Regions from separate parts of the Drosophila melanogaster genome. Here region 2 is linked to region 1. Evidence: chromatin contacts called from public HiChIP or PLAC-seq data. All regions are on one chromosome and are shown on one strand. Each heading gives the region's core, a stretch centred on a gene start, on an enhancer-like site or on the middle of the called end of the contact. The rest is flanking DNA. Distances are from core to core; before and after follow the strand shown. Region 1 holds the start of RhoGAP19D (Rho GTPase activating protein at 19D). Region 2 holds the start of Cyp6v1 (Cytochrome P450 6v1).

Region 1 (4,644 bases), core at 1,050-3,549:
TTATCTCGTCCTTACGCGACTCAATCATGGCACAGTCGGCGAACATGGCGCAAAAGTAGTCACTGCTGGCTGCCAGGACGACGCGGTGAGCCTGCAAAGTTGGGATTACGTATTTCGTTCGATTACTTGGGGAAAAATGTTACTATAAGTGTAATAAGTGTAACGAAAAACGCTGATATTCCCCATGTTATTTTTGAAAACATTTGAAATCAGATTTCTGAAAATCTGTATCATAAAACATTTCTATGAATTTTCTGGATTTATGTATGTATCTGAATATATGAGTCTGATTCCGGGAATCCCTAAATATTCATAGGTAGCGCGATGAAAATGCGTCATCGGCCGAAACACATCAATTTGTGTCGCGAATTTGTTTTCGTATTTGTATTATTAGCAAGAGAAAGTAAAGATGAGCTTTTTTGCTGGCCACGATTATCGATTCGCCTACCACTTGCCACTCTAACCCTATAACTAGTCACCTTATGCTTTCGTGGTTTCCGATATATAATTAACACGAGCTCGCAAAATGGCCAAATGGCCAACTGGCCAACTAGCCAAACTGCCAAACCGCCGAGTTTAGGATGCGAGCAATCCGGTTTAGTGCGATTTCTATTTGTCCTATGCGCAGGCCATTGAAGGTATTGTCGTAACTAACCTAGCCTAATCACAACCAAGTTGCTCTGAAAGATAATCTATGCATACTTGCTATGCGCACTCTGGGAGCCAAACTTGTGCAACCCAACTTCATCCGCCTTCGCCGATGTGCCGTGTCCATGAGGCTAGACGTAACCGCTCGTAGCTCAGCTGATCCCACAGATGTGGCACGATCTCTGAAGCAGATCCACAGATGGGGCTGTTCCATGTAGCTATTGCTCGGATCTATAATGGTGTGGGTGGGGTCCTACCTTGAATCGGTGCTCCTCGACGATCAGAGTGACGTCCGTGAGTTTCTCCTCGTTGCGCAGCTTGTTGAGGCCCCGCAGAAGGGTCTCCTCCTCGGGGGACACGGGATTCACAGGAATTTTGGCCGCAGCCGACGTTGCTGTCGCTGCCGGCGTCACTGCTGGCGCTGGCGTCGCTGCCATGCTGTTCGCTGTACTCTCTCGGAACGGACCAAAGATTAGAGCGGGCTATTAACCTATATATATGTTAACCTATGTGGTCCCAAGGTTGGGGAATCCGTCTGATAAGAAATTCTTGAGATGACCGAGCTTCTGGTGCGCGAGTGCGAGTGCGAGCGAGAGGGCAGCACGTTCTGTTTACACTCGCGGCCAGCTGTCTACAAACCGTTATTTGGCGAACTATGAACCGTTCTACGACAAATATACGCACGAAATTAGCTAAATTATTGCTAAACACTGGCAGAGAAAAAAGTTTCGCGTGCGATTTCTTTGCTTGTTGCTACCTCTTTGCTTCTTTTCCCTCTTGCGACTTTTTACTTTTCGCGTTTTTGACGTTTCTTCTCTTGACGTTTGAACTGCCAAGTCGGCTAGCACCGCTAGTGATGCGCATTTAGCTATCGATTGCGGAGCGCGATCGTTTAAAATTATATTTTCAAATTTCATATATATACCCGTATTCCTGGGTGCTTTTAATTGGGAGACGGGTGAGTATGCAATTTAAAAGGTTTTTATAAGAGAATGCTAGCTTTTGAAGTCAAAAGCTCGCGAATTTCCCCTTTAACATTGATATGGTAGCATTTAAAAATGAAATTGTTAAATTTGCACCAAAATAAGTCTATGTTAGTTACTTAGTTTAGCTTAGTAAGATAGCTTACGTTAACTTTAGGCAGAAATATTAATACTAAAAGAATAATTAATTAATTTCTTTAAAAAAGTCAATCTTATCAGAGACATTGAAGTATTTCACGTTAGGCAGTTGTTTCTTGTTAGAAAATGTTTTTCGGATCCGCAAATAATTTTGATACGAGAAAAGATATCTAATTAAGTATTATATATTATATAAATATATATTTAAATTAATACACTATGATATTAGTGTGGGTGAGTTCAAATACACTCTTAAAAATACGCGTTCCATTCTTGGACCAACATTTATTCAGCGTGCTGTATCTATTCACTGCAAATATTTCAGAATAAAGTGCAGGCTAGCAGGTAAAAAAATTGTATTTAATTTTTTTTCTCACAATATCTATAGTCTCCAGTGTTAACTAATGGCCAAAGTTTCGTCCAGTGGTGATATCGCAGCATAAGCCGATAAGCTGCTGCAAAGTATCGACATACGTCCAGGCATGAAAACATCGATAGCCTGCGTGGCATCGGCCGTATTCCACCTCTACTCGACTGGTCTGGTCACTCGAAAATCACATCGGACGAAATCGAGTGGAAAGCGGAGCAAGTAAAACAAGAAGTAGAGTAAAATACACAACTAATTAATTGTAATTTGGCCGAAAGTGCAGACGGTGCGCGCGCGATCGCTTGATTGTATTGTGAATCATTAGTAATTAAAGCAGCGTAAGTGCTGGCGCAACCACAACAACAAACGTGTGGCGTCAAATTTTTTTTTTGTGAAAAGAAAAAGGCGAAAAGTGTAATAAAAAAGTAAAAAGCAAGCGATGAATGTGTGCAAGGCGTTCCAAAAAATACAAGGATCGATGCAAGGCGAAGAAAAACACACAACGAATTCGGCAAACATTTTGGTTGTTCGCTAGTTAAAGTAATTAGTTTATTGCTCGCCGCCGCCGACGACGCCAAAAACAACAACCACAACAACAGAAGCAACGAAAGAAAGCAACAGTCAAATGGCGAAGAAGAAGCAGAAGCTGAAGCGGCAACAACAATTGGAGTGCAAAATGCAACGTGCATGAAATAAAGATTTTTACTCTGTATTTGTGGTTTTTTTGCACAGGCCCAAATGAAAATTGTCGCGCTGTTTCTTTTTCTTCCTTTCTCTTTCCCGCACTCTGCAACCTTAAAGAAGAAGCAAAAAAGCGGAGCAATTACGAAAGGAAGGAAAAGAAATGAAAAAGAAATGAAGTCGTGTAGGTGTGTGTGAGTGTGTTTTTGTGTGCGGTATGTGCGTGTGTGCGCGCCACATGAGGAAACTGCCAGCAGCGACGCCAACTGCGGCGTCGGCAGCATGTAGAACCCAAAAAATAAAGCAAAACAAAAAAGTCCACAAGAAAAAACATAAAAACACAGTTACGGTTACGATAATAGTATCAATAGCATCGCGTTTACTGACAATTAAAATTTGTTAAAAATAACAAACATTTTAGTATCTTTAAAGTAAAATAATCAATCTTATGTCACGAAAGTAAAAGAGTGCACTCCTTTCTACTTTTCTTGAGTTATCGGTAGTTAACGGTAGAATGCCCTTTGAAGTGCTATTATTTTGACCGTTACTGCTGATTTTTTGGCTGCCACTGACTCACATTTCATTGATAAGAAGAAGAAGGAAAAGAAAAGAGAGGAAAGAATGGGAAAGAATTGAGGAATGTCCTTAAATAAACAAACAATAAATCGCCTTATCAGCTCCACACCGTTTTTGTTGTGTTTTTTCTAGTTTGCAAAATTAAAACGAAATCATAAATATACAAAAAGGAAGCAACAAAAAAGTTTAAAAGAAAATCGTCAGAAAGGGAGAAGAAAATCTTCCTGGTTTTTGGTAAGTATCATAGGCTTTTTGTTTATTTTATAAAAATGTTGTGTAAATCTAAACAGTATAACAATTGAAGAATCGGCACTTTTCGGCCCATTTTGTGCACTCTCTTTATTGCTCTCTTGCTCTGTTCCCATCTTTCACGTCTTCCATTTTCCGTTGTATGCCAGCAGCGAAAGTTGTCTTCCTGCTTTTTAGGTTTTTTTTTTGTTTACGTACCACCAGACTCCCTTCTCTCTTCTACTGGACCTCTTTCTCTCATTTCCTCTCTGCGGAGAATTCTTCTGCAGAATTCACAGAGACAACGCAAGAAATTAGGCGAATAAAAAAATGTGTTCATTCTTAAAACTTCTGAATTATTTTTTATTTTTTGATAAATAAGTGCAATAAATTTTCATTTACAAGAATTGTAGCCCTTAACAGTCAAACGATTGCGTTTGAAGGGATTTAACCTTTTTCGAACTTTAAAACCCCTGTCACATTGAAGAATATTAAAGAATATTAAAAAAAGTAATCAACAGGAATAAATTACTTAATTTCTGAAATTATTCCCAAATTACCGCAGTATTTGCTGGCTATAACGATATTGCCATATAGCGCCCACTTAAAAATTGCAGGATAATTTTCGTGAAACCTCCGTAATTTGCAATCAATACTCAGCTGGTTTAAAATTTCCCATTTCGCAGTGGAATTATCGGGCACTTTCGGCCAACTTTTTACCCATTTCCTCTACTGTTTTACTATTTTGCCACTTAACTTCGTTGACATTGCCCCTAACTTGAGGACAATGGGCAAATAAAGACATGAACAATCGGAGCACACGCACCTCTGCTGCAAATGGTAAAAGTCAATAGATAATTATGTATAATGAGCAAAGAATTACGTTGCCCAATTGGCAATTATTGCAACAATAGTTAAATCCATTACGTGTTTCTGCCCCCTGCGAATGCCGGCCAATAATAACGGGCATTTCCAGCCCGAGCTCGAACTCGGACCGAATCACGAATTGTAAGAAAACTCAAC
Region 2 (4,410 bases), core at 1,562-4,061, 150 kb before region 1:
GTACAGATCACACACGTCCTTGATGCTCACAATCGCCCCTCGCTCCGCGTCGCCGCGTCTAAGATCTCGAGTCAGACGCTTCAGATACCACTCCAAGTCGCAGCCGATCTACGGAGATATAGAACATCCCACAAGGAGCACAGAGCAAACGGATTGTTAATCAATAAATAGGTATCCAAATGTTGCTGCTAGAGCTAATCAGTGTTTCATTAAGTGTTTGTTTCATTAGTGCCTCGATGTGATTCTTGATATTTGCATAACAGATATACAACAGAAAAACCTTAGAGACTTGTCAACCGTTTGGACATGAGTTTCAGCTTTGTCATGGGAATTTGCATTATCACAATGATTAGTAAATTCGATTTGTTTTACTGAAACGCACACAGTTTGTGATTTCTTAGCATTAATTTGCATAGAACTTTTGGTTCGACTAGGCAACAAACTAAGCAGAGGAGAGCTAAAGTCTTGAGCTATAAACGTTATGGTTTTTTTTTCGTAGTAATGCCGTAGTTGGTGGTGACCTTTGATAAGATACAACAAGTCAGTAACAATAAACAGGTTCGATTTGATAAGCCCCAGATAGCAACATGGCCCGTTAGAGAGGTTCTTTTATCATTAATAATCAATAATATAAGATATGCCATTTCGTAACTCATTGATCAAAATTGGAAACATTACAATCAGAAGAGGAAATTTAATGGAACCTAAAAAATTGAATTTAATAATTTTACCCAGTAGCTTGGTGTAAGTGCCGCACCTCGAAATATTAAAATATAGCTATGATCCAAAACGATATGCCGGCGAAACACTTCGATTGTAAGGGAATGGAATTCGATTTGAATAACAGGCAGTTCCTATCTTTAAATGGAATCGGTGTAATTACAAGTCAAACCAGAGTAAAATAGTATTGTTGGTTATTTTTTTCTTCAATCGGGCCCCGCGATTAAGCGTGGAAATGTGTGTTGTGTTGGTCGGTGTAAGAGTTCCGAACGTGTGTCGTGGACCTGGGAGCGGGAGTTTGCAACTTGGACCCGGCTGGTTGAGTGACTCACCTCCTCCATCAGCGAGAACATCTGTTTCAGCTTGGCGCCAGCGAAGGCTGGTGCTAAACGGGTGCGGATCTCGCGCCATTCGGGTTGTTTGGCCAAAAATAGCGATAAGGCGCCCATTTTATCGCTGCGCCCGTCGCACTTGGCGAATCGGTTGGAGAAGCTGACGAAATCCTCAACCAGAACGGTGCGGACCAGCTGGAGATCGCGGATAAGCAGGGCTGGCTGGTGGAACAGATAGATACCCACGACGGGCTCGTTGCGAAACCGCTCGTCGAAGTAGAAGCGGCGCAACTGGAGAGCAAAGGACTCCTCCAGTCGGAGCACCCGGCTCAGGTTGCCCAGCAGGTGGGTCGGCTGGACGAACTTCACCCGCCGGCGCTGCCAGTAGACGTAGGTGCGCCGGGACCAGATGAACACGCCCGTCAGGATCGTCACTATCGCCAGCAGGATGTTCGTGGAGTACACCATCTCGCACTCGGGATCCGCAGTCAGGTCCAGCGGTGGCTGAATCGTGGAGGGATATGCGGATAGTGCCTTGGATTGACCGATCTAAGATTTCAGATTATTCCAGCAGTTGTGACCTCTTCGCTTTTGTTTTGATCGTCTGTTTGTTGTAAGACACAATGACTCCGGATATGGTATTTTTTATACGACCGTAGTTAACTTGCTATGTTTTTTAAGCTAAAGTTATTAGTTGTTCTCTGATTTCATATATATATAAAGTACTAAAGAGCTTTTAAATGTATTTATTCAGTGAAAATTCAATAGTATTTTTTTTTTTTTTTTGTAATGATGCTTCTTTGATTTCTTCGTATTTCTGATGTGTTTTTTAGTTGCACAGAGATCTTTAATTTATCCAATTCATTTCTAACTCCTGTTGGAAATCTATTTGAACTTCGCTGATTTCATTTCTCTTAAGAGCGTTCTATTTTCCCAGCAATATTTCTTCTTCGAAGATCGTCCGATAGTCTTTCTTCAAGTTTTGTTTTCAATTTATTTAGTCGGGGCTTTCGAACAATGTGGTTGACAAATTTTATTTTATCTGCGCGGTTTAATAATATTCTGCATTTTCCGTTGTTTTATGGTTGTTTCTGTTTCTGCTTTTGCTTTAGCTCTACTTTTTTCTTATCGTTTTGGCGCTCCTCCGCGTGGGGCTTTGCCGTTATTTGTTGATTCTCTTTGTCTTTGTTGTTTTTGTAGCTCCTTTGCGTTGCTCTCTTTTCCGCCAATCGTTGTAGTTGTTGTTTTGTTAGCAATCCTCAATGTCCCTTTATCGGGCTTTCTGGCTTTTCTCGGCGTCGCGTGTTTTATAAATAAATACTTAACTAATTATATCACATTTGAAACGACAACTACAAAAAAATATGTAAAAAAAATGACTAAAACAGACCACAATGAAGAATTAAATGCACAACAACGCGACGTCAACAACAAATGGAAGAGGCGAAAGAAGAAATAGCCACGCCGAACGAAAAGAAGAAGAGCACCGCGCAGAAAGACACAGAGAGAGGGATAGAAAGAGAAGTCGCAAGAGAAATGCGAAAAAACCGCGAATACAATTTACAAATAGCGAATTACAGAAAATAAGTCTAAAAATATAAATAAAATCGCTTGCTAGCTCCACCAAGCGACGCTTTTTAACTGACGCTACGTCAACGACCAAAGCCCCACGAAGGCAGCGACGTCGACAGAGCGGCGACGACGCCCCCATCAACGTATGCTGTTCTTTTGTGCTTTATTTTATTAACCGCAAGTTTGCGGGAGACAAAAGAGAGAGGGAGAGATCTTTCGGCGGGATAGTACACAGATACAGAAGAGAGCGCAAAAAGAGAGCTTTGCGAAGAATTTGAACAGTCATGTCATGAGGCACATGTTCTAGTTCGCACAGTGAAACTCATTTTAGCGAGGGGTGGTCAAATGCGGTTTCGTCCAGGTAATCGAATGCACAGCGACCCCACAGCAACTACATACATGACAAAAATCCATATTTTTTAAATTAATTTTAAAAAGTCTTAAAATAATTGAATTTGTATGTGATGCGATCAATGTGATGGTCAAATGTGATTTCGTCCAATTAATAACATCCCACAGCAATGCATCACAAAAAAATTATCTTTGGCTTAGTTCTAATGTTTAGCTGGAATATCTAATAAAACAACTGCAATTGTATGTATATTTCGTTTTATTCATACATTTAATTCCTAATTTATTGAAGTTGTGTTGTGTTTTAGTCATATTCAGAAAAACTACTAGAAATATGTATGTATATTTTTATTCAACGTGTGAGCCAGCGCTTTCGGTTTGTCCCACTGTTGGTGACAGAAAGATGCCAAAGCGCAAAGTAGACCGCAAATAAAAGTGACGATTAAAAGCGAAACTGCAAAACAACAACAATGACGTGACGCGACGGTGACCGCGAATCTTTCGATGAAAACAAAGAGAGCGAAGAGAGCGTAAATTTGTTTTTGTTAGCGGGTGCAGTACAAGACAAAGACAATGGTCACTTCTCGTTGTTAGGGCTTTTCATTCTAGCTTTTATTGTGTTCTTTTCGATTACTTATTTCTTGTCGCCTGTGATGATTTATAAATAAACGTTTTGGCTGTCCTCTGCCATTCGTTGCCTCTGCTTTTCGTTTTTTCTCTGTTACGTGCATTTGTTGTTGCGGTTCAGCTGATTTGATTTTCGCGTATTCTTCTGTTTGCAAGGGAATATCGATAACTAACGAAGGAGGCATCCCTGTGCAAAGTGGGCGCCAAATCAAAAAGCTGGCACAAAATTAAATAAATGTGGAGTATGATAGGTTTTGGTATAACTTATCTACCTGATAACTTAACAACTTTGCCGTGTTATTATTAAGTTAACTAACTAGTACTAACTACAGTTAATAAGTACTTTTATGTGTGCTTGTATCTTTTGTTTTTTATTGCTTAAAATTTATTTTATAACAAACGAAAACATCAACAAATGTTGCTTATCGGAAATTAAAACTTTGAATTTTCGTGAATCCCGAAAACAGTTTGTTGTGAGGCCAGTATTGAACTACTTTCCCCTGATTTTGGGTAAAAAAATTAAACACTACCAAACAAATTGCTGCTCGGAGGAGAAAGGAAACTCCATTTACAACAATTGACAGAAATTTGCACTTGCTGCGGATGGAAAACTTTCACGTCCACTCCTCAGTCCCCTGTTGAGCAGTTTTCCGACTTTTCCCACACGCTCAACTCCTTCTGGAAAAGTGTGCTGAAGTTACAAATGTGCAACATTTCCGGTTGTTTGTATGTCGTCTACTTTTGGGACACCGAAAACTGTTGGCCACATTGATGGCTCACATGGGGGTTAAGGGGACGCCGATTGGTA

What was found. HiChIP or PLAC-seq counts read pairs in DNA pulled down with a chosen protein or histone mark.
Region 2: a contact with region 1 is called in a Psq HiChIP or PLAC-seq map of the Kc167 cell line, with 2.6 times the contacts expected there. The contact joins the promoter of Cyp6v1 here to the promoter of RhoGAP19D in region 1. A contact is called at or near these places in 1 of 1 datasets of contacts at CTCF or cohesin (the Kc167 cell line), 3 of 107 Hi-C or Micro-C datasets (the Kc167 cell line and wing imaginal disc) and 2 of 6 datasets of contacts at active chromatin or transcription factors (both in the Kc167 cell line).

The regions. Positions count from the first base shown.
Region 1 is chrX:20,508,349-20,512,992 of dm6, reverse strand. It overlaps RhoGAP19D (Rho GTPase activating protein at 19D), which reads left to right and starts at 2,299. Exons shown (of 15, transcript NM_001298567.1): 1 at 2,299-2,474; 2 at 3,526-3,627. It overlaps CG1812, which reads right to left and starts at 1,449. Exons shown (of 4, transcript NM_134553.3): 1 at 906-1,449; 2 at 1-91. The coding sequence starts at 1,085.
Region 2 is chrX:20,655,523-20,659,932 of dm6, reverse strand. It overlaps Cyp6v1 (Cytochrome P450 6v1), which reads right to left and starts at 2,811. Exons shown (of 4, transcript NM_001298570.1): 1 at 2,631-2,811; 2 at 1,053-2,404; 3 at 1-108. The coding sequence starts at 1,520. It also overlaps asRNA:CR45466.